Linked DNA regions of Mus musculus: region 1 is linked to region 2. A link is a contact called in public promoter capture Hi-C data. All regions are on one chromosome and are shown on one strand. Each heading gives the region's core, a stretch centred on a gene start, on an enhancer-like site or on the middle of the called end of the contact. The rest is flanking DNA. Distances are from core to core; before and after follow the strand shown.

Evidence for each region. Capture Hi-C pulls out chosen DNA fragments and counts their contacts.
Region 1: a contact with region 2 is called in a promoter capture Hi-C map of adipose tissue. The contact joins the promoter of Rskr here to the promoter of Dhrs13os in region 2. A contact is called at or near these places in 11 of 39 promoter capture datasets (the C10 cell line, cranial neural crest, embryonic stem cells and 6 more), 5 of 484 Hi-C or Micro-C datasets (embryonic stem cells and nephron progenitors) and 4 of 9 other capture datasets (adipose tissue, embryonic stem cells, liver and 1 more).

The regions. Positions count from the first base shown.
Region 1 is chr11:78,286,503-78,292,190 of GRCm38.p6, reverse strand. It overlaps Rskr (ribosomal protein S6 kinase related), which reads right to left and starts at 1,350. Exons shown (of 12, transcript NM_001287206.1): 1 at 1,252-1,350; 2 at 522-767; 3 at 353-436; 4 at 161-229. The coding sequence starts at 1,308. It overlaps 2610507B11Rik (RIKEN cDNA 2610507B11 gene), which reads right to left. Exons shown (of 39, transcript NM_001002004.2): 32 at 5,498-5,678; 33 at 4,809-4,895; 34 at 4,397-4,507; 35 at 4,124-4,259; 36 at 3,896-4,026; 37 at 3,149-3,250; 38 at 2,771-2,905; 39 at 1,566-2,387. The coding sequence ends at 2,208.
Region 2 is chr11:78,029,307-78,035,818 of GRCm38.p6, reverse strand. Dhrs13os (dehydrogenase/reductase (SDR family) member 13, opposite strand) reads left to right here and starts at 3,154. Exons shown (of 2, transcript NR_152257.1): 1 at 3,154-3,662; 2 at 3,888-5,813. It overlaps Dhrs13 (dehydrogenase/reductase (SDR family) member 13), which reads right to left and starts at 3,506. Exons shown (of 5, transcript NM_183286.2): 1 at 3,321-3,506; 2 at 3,116-3,234; 3 at 1,683-1,806; 4 at 1,233-1,544. The coding sequence starts at 3,447. It overlaps Phf12 (PHD finger protein 12), which reads right to left. Exons shown (of 15, transcript NM_174852.3): 15 at 5,283-6,502. The coding sequence ends at 6,168.

The sequences.
Region 1 (5,688 bases), core at 101-2,600, 260 kb before region 2:
CTCAGCTAATAACTACTTTTCTCAGGATTTACTTTGGTGCTATCTACTCCAGGACGGACACATACAGGGAAGGTAGACCCAAGAAAACCAGGTAAGTTGGAAAAAGGTACTTTCTCCAACAAATTCAGGTCTCCAGCCATGCTTTCAGAACTCTGCATACCTGGATGCTAACCTCTTCTTTGCACTGCCTCAGCGTATCCCGCTGTAGAACTTTTACTTTGGGCACCACCTATAAGTGTAGAGGCATGGTAACTCATGAAAATCATGCTATTTTAACTTGTTCCCCCTAATCTCTGGAACTAAAGATTGTAAACAGGATCTACTGAGTAAGCTACATCGCTTGACTTCCTACCTTCACTGCAAATACAGCTTTCTGGGCACAATCTAGCACTTTCAGGACAGTTCCAAACGAACCTTTAGCCACAAGGCCTAAAATCTGAACAAAGAAGAGGGAAACTGAGACTGGTTGTTTGTAGATTCCTCCCTAAAACAGACACTTCCCAGGGGCTATGGTGACCTACCTTCAGCTCCTGCTGCTCCCTAACAGGCCTCACGGGAAACTCTGGTAGAAAGAGGCTGATGAACTGAGGCACTGGCCACTCAGACTGAGGCTTCTCTAGTAGCAGTGGGGCTGGCTGGAGCAGCTCCTGATGTAGGCACTGATGCCTCTGTAGTCCCCATAGTTCTTCCAGACCTGACCTGATGGTCCCCATACCACACCAGAGGCTCTTCCAGCCTTGGACCCAGTGACCCTGGATGTTGTCACCCTGCTGAGAAGGGAGCCATTCTAAGCCTGCTCATGAAGCACTGCAGGTTCTGCCCATCTTAACAGGCACCCCTTCCTCTAGTCTTAACCAATGCTGTGGTGACCCCCAACCATAAAACTGTTACTTCATAACTGCAGTATAAGTACCTGATATGCAGGATATCTAATGTAACCCGTGTGAAAGGAGTCACAACACACATGCTGACAACCACTTATCTAGAGGGAAGGAAAATTCCCAGGCTTTGTGATGTGACCTAAATTTCCTTGACTTAATTCAAAATCTCCATGACAATAACAGGTTTATGTTTTCACAACAAAACAGGAATACAACCTGTGCATAAGTGAGTTCTATAGCCTTTATGCCCACCCCAACAATGGATATCAGTGACAGTCTCCTAACTGGGCACTTTCTAGCCTCAGGCCCCTACATCTTTCATTTCCCTCCCATAGGCAGCCAGAGCCTATACCAGAGCCCCATACCCTACCTTCTGAGGAGCAGACACCCGGGTGTGTTGTCCCTGCCGACAGCTTACTGCTCCCATTTCCAGCCTCTGCCTCTTTTCGCGCTGCTAAATCTGTTGTCCAAGTTACATAAGCAATTCCTCCCTCTGATGCTGCATTACCCATGAGCCCCACCTCTTCCAGTGTACACAGACCCATCAGCTTTAGGTCAGCATCATACCCAAACTGGGAAGTATATGTGATTGTGGTAAGACTTCAAGGCAGAGGAGAAAGACAAGACCAGTCATTACTGGGGCAGTTAAAAAATGTGTTGGGTTAGTGAGGAGGGAAGGACACAGACAACTTGAACGCTTTTACTCAATACAATTAAAAAAGGCCAACATCAAATTTAAAATATTTTTTCTTTAAATCTCTTTTTTCTCCATTCTCCTGGGCATACCCCAGGGAGGAAAGTAAGGTACCCATGGCCAGCCCTGGCTCCTAATGCCATCCTCCCAAGTGAGCACAGACTGGGAAGTTTATCCCCCAAACCCAACACCTCTTAGACAACAAGGCAGTGGAGTGAGGCACAGAGGATCAGACTCCTTCCCTTAGCTTATTGGCACAAAGGGAGAGCAATTACATTTAGAAATATATATATATGTTTTATATATATATATCTTTATAAAAATTTATCATACTTGATCAAAACTATCCCCCAACCCTTTCTGTTGCCCCGAAAGAGCAGGATACTAGGCTTGGACACAATCCCTGGGTCTTCTGGTTTTCTTGCCCCTGTGGCCCTGGGTCTAATCCCATGAGAGGGAACCCAGCGCTTTGTCCACCATGCCCTGCAGGGACAGGCCAGCTGTTGAACAATGTCTCTCAGTTCCCATATGCCCCACAAATCCTGCAGGATGAAGGGAAGCTCTGCCCACCCTCAAGTCCCTGGATCCTGAGCCAGAGTCAATTCTATACTGTAGTCACTTGGGTCTCCACATCACTTGCGCCTGCCGAAGATGGACTTCTTGCCAGGGTTCTTGTCGCCCACACTTAAACCAATGAGGAGCCGAGCTTTCTCTTCTTCCTGCTGTTGCATGTTCAGGTCACACTTTGTTTCTAGCTTTCCCCGGACCTCAGACCCCGTTGCAGGTTTCAGCCTTAGTTTTTCTTTGATTACCTGGCAGTGGAAAGGAATAAAAGGAAAGGAAAAATTAGTGAAACGGGGTGTACAATTTAAAGTGAACCAATTCAAAGATTTATTAAGCTTATATGTAAACACAAAAGGGCACTTCAAAGTATATAGATAATAGTCTGCTTGTAAGAAGCTTACAATCTAATCAGAACCATCATAAAGCTGATGTTGTAGAAGCCCTTAATTCCCTCAAAATTAATGAGTCACTAGCATACCAGGGCAAAGGCATGGACAAACAAGGACAGATCAGTCATTATCTGCCCCTTTCCTGGCCATCTCTTAATACAGCACAGAAGAGAAGGCTCTTAAAAAGGCAATGTGCTTGCCAGTCCCTGCTAACGAAACAGCCATGAGCCCTGGCGAGATACCTGGGCAACCAGAGCTTTTCGGCTGTCCCTTTTGACAGCCATGGCAAAGTCCAGCCATGTCCACGTGTTGTTGTGGTACTCCAGACAGGGTAGCACCAAGTTAAGGTCGCCCCAGTCCACACTGTTCTTCTCACCCTGCAACAGGAAGAGAAAGAGGGAAAAGAGCTGCCATTTTGAATCTAAGCCAGAACTCTGAGTAGAATTCCTACAACAGCAACCGACATATTTGAATTCCCTCCCATTCTGGTGATGGGGCTGACTCCTGCAGAAAGCAGGACAGGTTTGTCACCCATGGCCCACTTTCACAGGAAGCCCAACTGTCACCCTGTCTATAATCTTTAGTCCCCTTCCTACTCTAAGTGCTGGGATGGAATATACCTTATAACTGACACACAGTGGAACTTGTGGGATTTTTATATATATGAAGGAGTTGTTCATGGCAGCTCGCTCTTTCATCTTGTCAATATCATCAACTGGGTGCTGGGAAAGACAGAAAAGGAGCATAAGCCCTAAAACCACCAGAGCAACCCAAGATGCTAAATTACTCCACTCTCAGTCCTGGAGAAGACTTAAGACCAAAGGAACAACACCCACCCAGGTCCACAGAAACTATTAATACCCATTTAAAAAATCTAAACATACTAAAATGTTTTTACCTTTTTGTTTCTTTTTTTGTTTTTTTTTTTAAGATTTATTTATTTATTATATGGAAGTACATTGTAGCTGTCTTCAGACACTCCAGAAGAGGGAGTCAGATCTCGCTACGGATGGTTGTGAGCCACCATGTGGTTGCTGGGATTTGAACTCTGGACCTTCGGAAGAGCAGTCGGGTGCTCTTACCCACTGAGCCATCTCACCAGCCCCTACCTTTTTGTTTCTTTTGCTTTTTGTTGTTTTGTTTTGGTAGCAACAGGGTTTCTTTGTATATCATTCCTGGCCTGCCTCTGCTTCCCAAGTGCTGAGATTAAAGGTGTGTGCCCCCATGCTAGGCTTCTTTTGCCTTTTTTGAGATAGGATCTCATACAGTCCAAGCTGCCCTTGGACTTATCTTCCAGCTCCTGTCCTCAAGTGTTGAAATTATAGTGGACCACCACATTTAGGTTCTCTGATTTTCATATGCCATACCTCAGGTAATTTGCGAAATGATCTTCTGACTCCAGAACTCCTGGTCAAGCCCTGTGCCACGCCCTTCCCGGAGCCCAGTGGTACTGCATCATCTGTTGCTATCAGCTGCCGAGGCTTTACAACTGGTATTCCTGTGAAAAAGCATGCAAACCAACAGTGACTCTCTTCCTGAAGCTGCTTTAGGCTGCCACTCCATATTCCTGGCATTCCAACATAACCAATTCTTACCAGTAGTCACCAGTTTGGACTTATCCTCTTCATCACCAACTTCATCATCTTCTACATTTCGACCAGGAAAGAAAAAGCCCATCATTCTATGGAAGAACCGGTGGGACAGCTGGATGGTGAGAGGCACCACATTTACCTGAGAGGGAAAGAGGTGAAGAAACAATTAAGCTCAAGTACTAGCCCTGTCTTTGATTACTAACTAGTTTAACAGTTATAACTAGTTAGTTTTGAGCTAACCTTTGACCAAGAGTTCCCAAGGCATTGTTTACTAACCTCAAAGTGTTCCTTAACAGAGATACCACCAACAGGTGGCCGGACTTTGCTGAAGAGGCGGAGGGCTAGCTGTCTCCCAGACTGGCAGGAACTCTGGGGCCTTAGAACCACCTATAGGATAGAGCGGCCAATAACTCAACTATACATCTCTTAAAAAAACAACTTAAAAGTAAATCACAGGTCTTCTGTAGAAGAATTGAAGCAAGAGGGAACTGAAGCAACGGTCTTTGCTAAGCTAGGCAAGCTGTTCCAGCTCAAATCACAATGCCCTCCCTCTGGTCAGAAGCTAAGTGGCTAGGGATGGAAAAATAAGTCTTGCTGTATAAATGTGGGGATGAAAATTGGTAGAGTGCATATCACTTACAAGGCCCTGCCTAAATCCCATTCTCCCACACCCCAAGAAAAGACTTGCCTTATAAATAGCATTAGGGAGAAGGTTGTTCATAGTGAACCAGCCCAACTCCAGGAGATGTTCTGCTGTGTCATCAGATTTATTCACCTGTAAGACAGATTTTGTTCTGTTCATTATAAGCTAATAAGCTAAGCCTCTGGTTTCATTTCTCTCTTTCCTCTGTAAATCAGGATCTTGTAAAGTCCAGGCTAGTCCTCAAAGTGTGCCTGTGGCTAGCTTTGGCCTCCTAACCCTCCTTAACTTCACATCTGGAATGCTGGGATTAAACATAAGCACCATCACACCCTGCTAACACCTCTTTCAATCTCATATGCAACCAACATACCCTCTAAACCAGTGTTTCTTCTAAGTAAAACTAGCTAAACCAGTAACGGTTAAGTAACTTCCTAGTTATTGTGGCATTTAAATTTCTTATTCATTTTCAATATCTTTTGTAATTGGAATATTTCTCCTTGGGCAACTACAGAAATGCTGTCAGTATCAGAACAGCACTATTCCAACTCAACTTGGTAATTACTTCAGTCTGGGCCTTATTTAATTATCTATATAACTACATCATTTATTACAGGCTGATGTGTCTCCAATCATGACCATCATTAATAAATACAATTAGCCCCCTTTTTTCTCTATGGATTGAATCAGGCCACGCCTGAGACTTGGCTGCTGCTGTGACTGTGCCACCCTAATACCTTGCTGTAAAGGAACCTCTGTAGCTCCAGCTCAGCGATGCCCAGCTGTCCATCTTCTTCTGTCAGGCGCCAACGTGCCTGAGCAAAGTAAAACTCGGTGCGACGGACCACACTCACATCTTCCTGTTGTTTTCGAAGCTCCATTTTATTGGCTCGCTGCAGTTGGAAATCCTTAAAACATCTATGCATGA
Region 2 (6,512 bases), core at 1,905-4,404:
CCTCACTACTTTTGTCCCAGCACATAAATCATGCCTACTGTATAGTAGGTTCCATAAAGAAAGGGATCCTTGACTGGATGGCACCGTACTTATCATCACCACCGCCCTGACTTGTCTTTTCAGTGGTGTTGGGGACCAAACCCAATCTTAGCTTGGTGTGGTGGCTTATATGGGAAATCTAAATATGAGGCAAGAAGTTTGGGGTGAATTTGAGGCTTGACTGAGCTACCCAGAATTCCAGAAAACTGTCTCAACCACCCCCCTCCCCCATCAAAACTAAAACAAAAAACAGAACAAAATAAAATGCCAACAAACAGCTAGAACAACCAGATGGCTCAGTGGTTAAGAGTACTCGCTGCTCTTGTAGAGGACCTGGGTTTTTGGTTTTAAAGATTTTATTTATTTTTTTATTCATATGAGTGCACTGTAGCTATTTTCAAACACACCAGAAGAGGGCATCAGACCCCATTACAGATGGTTGTGAGCCACCATGTGGCTACTGGGAACTGAACTCAGGACCTCTGGAAGAGCAGTCAGTGCTCTTAACCGCTGAGCCATCTCTCCAGCCCCTAGGTTGGTTCTTAGCACCCACATGGAAGGAAGGTCACAACCATCCGTAACACCAGTGCTAGGAGAATCTTACGTCTGTGGGCACTGCCACCACTACAGTATATAGCCATGCAGAGAAAACTAACACATACACATACACACACACACACACACACACACACACACTAAACTAAGCCAGGAATGATGTTCCATACCTTTGATCCCAGCACTCTGGAGACAGAAGCAGGCAGGTCTTTGGATGTTTGAGGCCAGCCTTGCCTACAAAGCAAACTCCAGGCCAGCTTAGTCTACACAGTGAGATCCTGTCTCAAAACCAAATCAACCAAACAACCAACCAACCAAACATCCTAAACCAAAGAGCAGAAGCTCAGGGTTTGGCCTATACTAGGACATGTGTTCTACCTATCAGCTGCAGCCGCAGCCCTCTATATTATCATCAGGATCTTGTTTTATCCCCAAGCCAGTGGTCAGCATCCAAGCGTGAAGGTGAGCAAGGAAGAAAACAGATGAGAAGAAAGTCTGCTCCCAAGATCAGCAAGGAACAGGTTTCCCTTTGACCATGTTTCCATTCTGTGACTCAATAGGAGACTGGGGGTATGGAGGCACATAGTAACATACAAAGATGCTAGAGAAGTAAGGAAGAGCCGTCAGTCAGGCCTCACCTGGGTGGGCCGCATAGCAGGTAACACCAGTGCCCTCAAGCTGGGTGGCAAGCTCCCGGGCAAACAGCACGTTGGCTAGTTTGCTGTCAGCGTACGCCCGAAGCTCCTGCTGCCAGCCCACCACTGGGCAGTCCAGACGTGTGAAGTCGAGACGACCACGTCGGTGGGCAGCCGATGACACTATTACCACACGGCTGGGGGCACATGACCTCAGGCGGGGTAGCAACAAGTGCGTCAGCAGAAAAGGGCCAACATGGTTCACTCGCAACAGCAGGTTAAAGGTTTCCCGAGTCCGGCCACAGGAGCTGATCCCTAGAGCAGAAGCTAGGCATGAGGTGCTGTCATAGGTGTCCCACAGGTCTTAGAATCCCCACTTGTGAGATGTGTCTGCTGGAGGGTCTGCCTCTCCAGGCTCCCCGCCGCCCTCCCACAGGGCCTGCTACTCCTCACCTGCATTGTGGATGAGGACGTCCAGCCTTGGCTCAGAGCTTAAGAAGGCTGTGGCAAAGGCCTGCACGGAGGCCAGACTGGCCAAGTCCAAGGCCATGAAGATGACCTCATTGTTTCCACTTTCCTGTGGAGCAGCAAGGGCTAGGATTGTTACTGGGTATCTCCCTTCTCCTCCCTCTTTCCAGGCTTCTGAGAGTCTACCCACCTATGACTAAAACCTGCCTCTATGCATCAGCGTGTAATGGGTGTGTGGATTCAAATCTTGACTTTGCCCCTAACTAGAGTGTGACTTCAGACGTGATACTGAATATCTTTTGGGCCTCTGTTCTCTTACTGAAAAATGAGAGGATAGTAATAATATTAACAGCAATAATAATACTTTCTACTGGAAAAAAAAGCTGGGAGAGTTAAATCAGATAAAATACATGTATGTCTGGTGTGGTGGCACACATTGGTTATCCTAGCTACCCTTTTGTCACCAGTTCAAGGCCTGCCTGAGCTAGAGTTAATATATATTAAATACCCAGTCAGCAGCGTGCAGGTATTTGCCATTAACATCCCTTGTTTTTATTATCATTTACCATAAAAATCAATTACAGCCTTTCACCTGTTGTAGACAGCATCTTGCTACGTAGCTCAGACTGCCTTGGAACTCATGATCTCCCTTCCTCAGCCTCTTCAGGGCTGGAATTACAGGTGTGCACCAGCATGTCCTGCTGTAACAAACTTTTCCTAAGAGACTGTGGTCTTCTCTTACACACCTTTTTAAAAAAAATTTATTTTATTTGTTTGCTTGTTTATTTTGAGACAGAGTCTTAGGATGTAGCCCAAGCTGGTCTTCAACTCACAGAAATCTACCTGTCTCTGCCTCTCAAGTGCTAGGATTAAAGGTATGTGACCCTCTCACTCCTGTCCTCTGCAGTCTAGACACCGCACAGTTCTAAGAAATTCATCTGAAAAAGCCATCAGGATGGTCCAGAGCCTACTGAAGTGTCTTCTCTGCTCAGCTGTCTTCAACTCGATGGTATTTGGAAGGGCCTTCAGAAGCTGGCTGTGGCTCAGAACCACTTCAGGACATTCCTTTTATTCCTTGCTTCATCTCCCGCCCCCTGTCTCTCCAATTAGACTCTCTAGTCTCAGGGCATTTGCACCTGCTGTTCTTTCTGCATCTCTTCATTATCCTAACCCTTCCTTCTTTGTCGCCTTTGCCAAGGCTGGCCTTGAGCTCGCAGCCCGGTGCTGGGACCACACCTGACTTCATTAACTCTGATTCTTAAAGCTCTCAAGATTAAAGACCACAGCAGTCCCTGCATCTTCCTCTCTGTTTAAGGGATAGTGAGGCTCTCTCCTCTCAGATCTTGATTCCTCCGTCGCTCTGCTCCGCCCTCCGCGTCCCGGGCTCACCCGCCTCCCGCATTCCCCTATGGTCTCACCTGACGGAGGTCGAAAGCGGCCGCTTCCCCGCGCTCCCGGCTGCGGCAGGCCAGCACCACGCGCGCTCCCCGGCGCGCCAGCTCCAGCGCTGTCATCTTTCCGATGCCGCTATTGGCGCCTGCGGGCGGCGGGTGGGAGCCAGCTCAGCCGGTCGGGCCGCGGCCACCCGCCCGGCCTCCCCGCCGCCCGCTCGCGCGCACTCACCAGTGACCACGACCGTGCGGCCCCGAAGGCTGCCGATGCCGCCGCACGACGGGGCCTTCACCAGGTTGTAGTAGACAAGCACGTAGGCGCCCAGCAGCAGCCCGGCGCCCAGCAGCAGCATCTCCATGCCGGCAGTGCTCCCGATTCCCGCCCGGGCCTCGTCGCTCCCGCCTCGGCCTCGCGAGGGCGGCGGCAGGCTGGGCAGGGGTGTGCGCGCACGCGTGGCCCCTGCGAGCGCCCCCTAGGCGTGCGCCTGCGTGCCCTGGCGGCGTGCCTAGGAGAAACACCTTGGAGTCCTGGGAGCGCCCTCTAGGCTTGCGAACTCCCGGGAACGCGTGCTCGGTAAGTACCCGGAAACATCTGCCTGAGGGACGGGTGGGTGTGTGCATGCCTAGGGCCCTGAGATCTCCGCTCAGGCTTTGGGCGTGCTTCTGGATTCTGGGCGGGCGCCGGCGGTGAGAGCACTGCGTAGGTGTCTGTGCCCATCGCGGGAGTCCTCCAGGCTGTGCATGCATCTGTAGTCTCCACCAACGCGTGTGACTGAATGAACATCTCTGTTTACTCTAGGTGTGAGTATGTAGCAGTCTCTCAGTCTGGAGTCCTGTGTACATGAATGGGCTCGTGTGTCTGGAGTCGAGTCCTGGATGCCTTTTCCTCAATGAAGCGACTCTTTTCTCATTCTTTCATTATCCAGCCCTCCGCTGCTCTTCTAGGACATTTCCCGTTACAGGCCAGAGGCATGAGGCTTCTTATGCTGGCACTGACAGGGTTGTCAGGATTCAACCATGTGATTTCCTAACTTTGTGACCCCACCCCTTTCCCTGTCGATTTTGGAGGTGGTTTCCCTAGGCCCATGGTGGCCTTAAATTTGAGATCCTCCTTCCTCAAACTCCGAAACAGTGGGTATTACATGGTTGTTACTCCATGACCTCTGCTTTCGAAAAGGCGGTAATTTGTTTCTAGAACGGTTCACAGGTAGCAAGACTAGGTAGGTAGACACTCCATTACTCTGGAAACAGTGACTGAGGGTAAGCTGGGCAGGGACAGCTAGGGATGTGGGCATTCCAAGCAGGACCTTGCCTAGGACAGTGAAGGACAGGTAGTTCCTTTCTGCCTTTGGAGGTTTAAGAAGTCCTTCCTGAAGTGGAAGCAGAGTGGCAGGGACAAGAATACAACTATATGTGGGAGTCAGGGTCAGATTTCTGAGACCAGGGAATTCCCTATTTAATACTGCACTGTGTTCTTGGAGCACAACTATAGACGCTGTGGATGTAAAGCTCGTCTTCTAGCCCTATCAACAGACTTGAATATATGAATAGGTACTAGTTAGAATAGTGCCAGAACACAGATTTTTCTAGGGGACTGTTCTCAGGAAGAACTTCCTGAATAAGCCATCTCCAGGAAGCTAGCAGGATGCCCAGGAAATTAGAATTAGGGTAACACAGCAGGGTATTTCCTGATGAGAACAGCAGAAGTTATTCAAGTTACACCAAGAGCCGCACAGGCTAGAGCAGCAGTCTTTAACCTGGGTCACCTCCTTACCAAGAGTCGAAGGACCCCTTCACAGGAGTTGCATCTCAGATATCCTGTGTCAGACATTTATAATTTGCAACAGTAGCAAAATTAAAGTTATGATGTAGCACTGAAATACTTTTAGGGTAGGTGGTCACCACACGACAGACTGTATAAAAGGGTCACAGCATCAGGACTGTTGAGAACCATTGGTCTAGAGAGATGTTACTGTATTAGGGCTCCCTAGGGAAACAGCAGCCCTCCAAAGGCAAGCACTCCTTTCCAGTTCCCTCTCAGAGCTTAGGCTCCCTTCACTAACATCTGCCTTCTCCACCAAGCTTCCCTGGAGACTACCTGAGACTGACACTTGTACAAAGGGTGTGAAAAGTGAGATCCAGGACACTTCCCCTTCTAAGCATGACAGGGAGGACAGACAGGCAGAAAACATAATTTGAAGTATTTTTGGTTTTTATATACAGAATACAGGAAAGTTTCTGTCAAGTCTAAAACATTACAATTACTATGTACATTGGTTGTGGGGAAGAGGAAGTATCTGGGGTGAGGAGGAAGAGAAGTGGTAAGAACAAAAAAGGACACAGAACAGGTTTACGACAAAAACGCCTTTGCTACAATAGACAATTTGAGAAACACTCTACCACATGTACTGTACACAGCTTTTAAAAACATTGAAAAAATGCCATCACTAGATGTATTTACACAAAATCCAAATACACTTTTCCTTATTTGAAATAAAATAGATGGACAGCCAGAAAAAAGGATTCATTTCTCATTTGTCCATATACACAGTAGCTACCTGTAGTGCAACTGCTGCAGAGAGGGGAAGTCCTTGTAGGGTGGGAACCATGGAAAGGAGTGGGTAGCGATCTTTATATTAAATAAAACAATGATATTGTATAGATTTTGCTGTATGAAAACTGTATTTTTTTCTTTTAATATAAAACTATTGTCACTGCCACAAAATAGAACAAGTTTCTGATTATTTTACAACAGTGGGCAGGCGGTCGAGGGGGAGGAGCAGGAGGCGGGGGAAGGGATTGTGCTGGAGGAAGTGTCCAGACCAGGGCCTCCTGTCCCTGCCCTCGCTGCTCCTCAGCGCGGATCTGCCGCTTTCCCATGAAATGTTGAGTACAAATATATGTGCAAATGCCCCCTAGAACTTGAGAAAAGAAAAAAAGTCTTAAAAAACAGTCAAAAGGTTTTCTTCATTTCATGCAAAGATTGTAGTTGAGGGTTTCTGGTATAGAAAACACCCAGGCTTGGTTCGTGTACATTTTTGCATTGCAGGAGTCTTGGGTGGGCGTCCAGGCCAATGGCCTAGGGAACGGAGTTGGAGCGCAGCACAGGGCCCTGATGGGGCTTGAGAGAGAGTTTCTCAGCCAAGACCCCATCCTGCAGCAGGCTGGCATCGCCTTTGGGCTGTTTGGTCGCAAACTCAGTGATGCTGAAGACAAACTGCAGGCAGCCCAGCTTGATGTAGCTGCCATGGTGGAGTAAGGCTGTGCCCTCCCAGCCGGCCCCACTGCCCCCAATCAAGCTTGAGCTGCTGGCTTTGCAATTGCAGGGTCTCCGCTGTGGCCCCTGGGCCTGGGAACTCATCATGGCTGCCTCCTCACTTGGCTCTTCATCCTGTTTCTGGTGTCGGCGGCGCCCTGGGAAAAA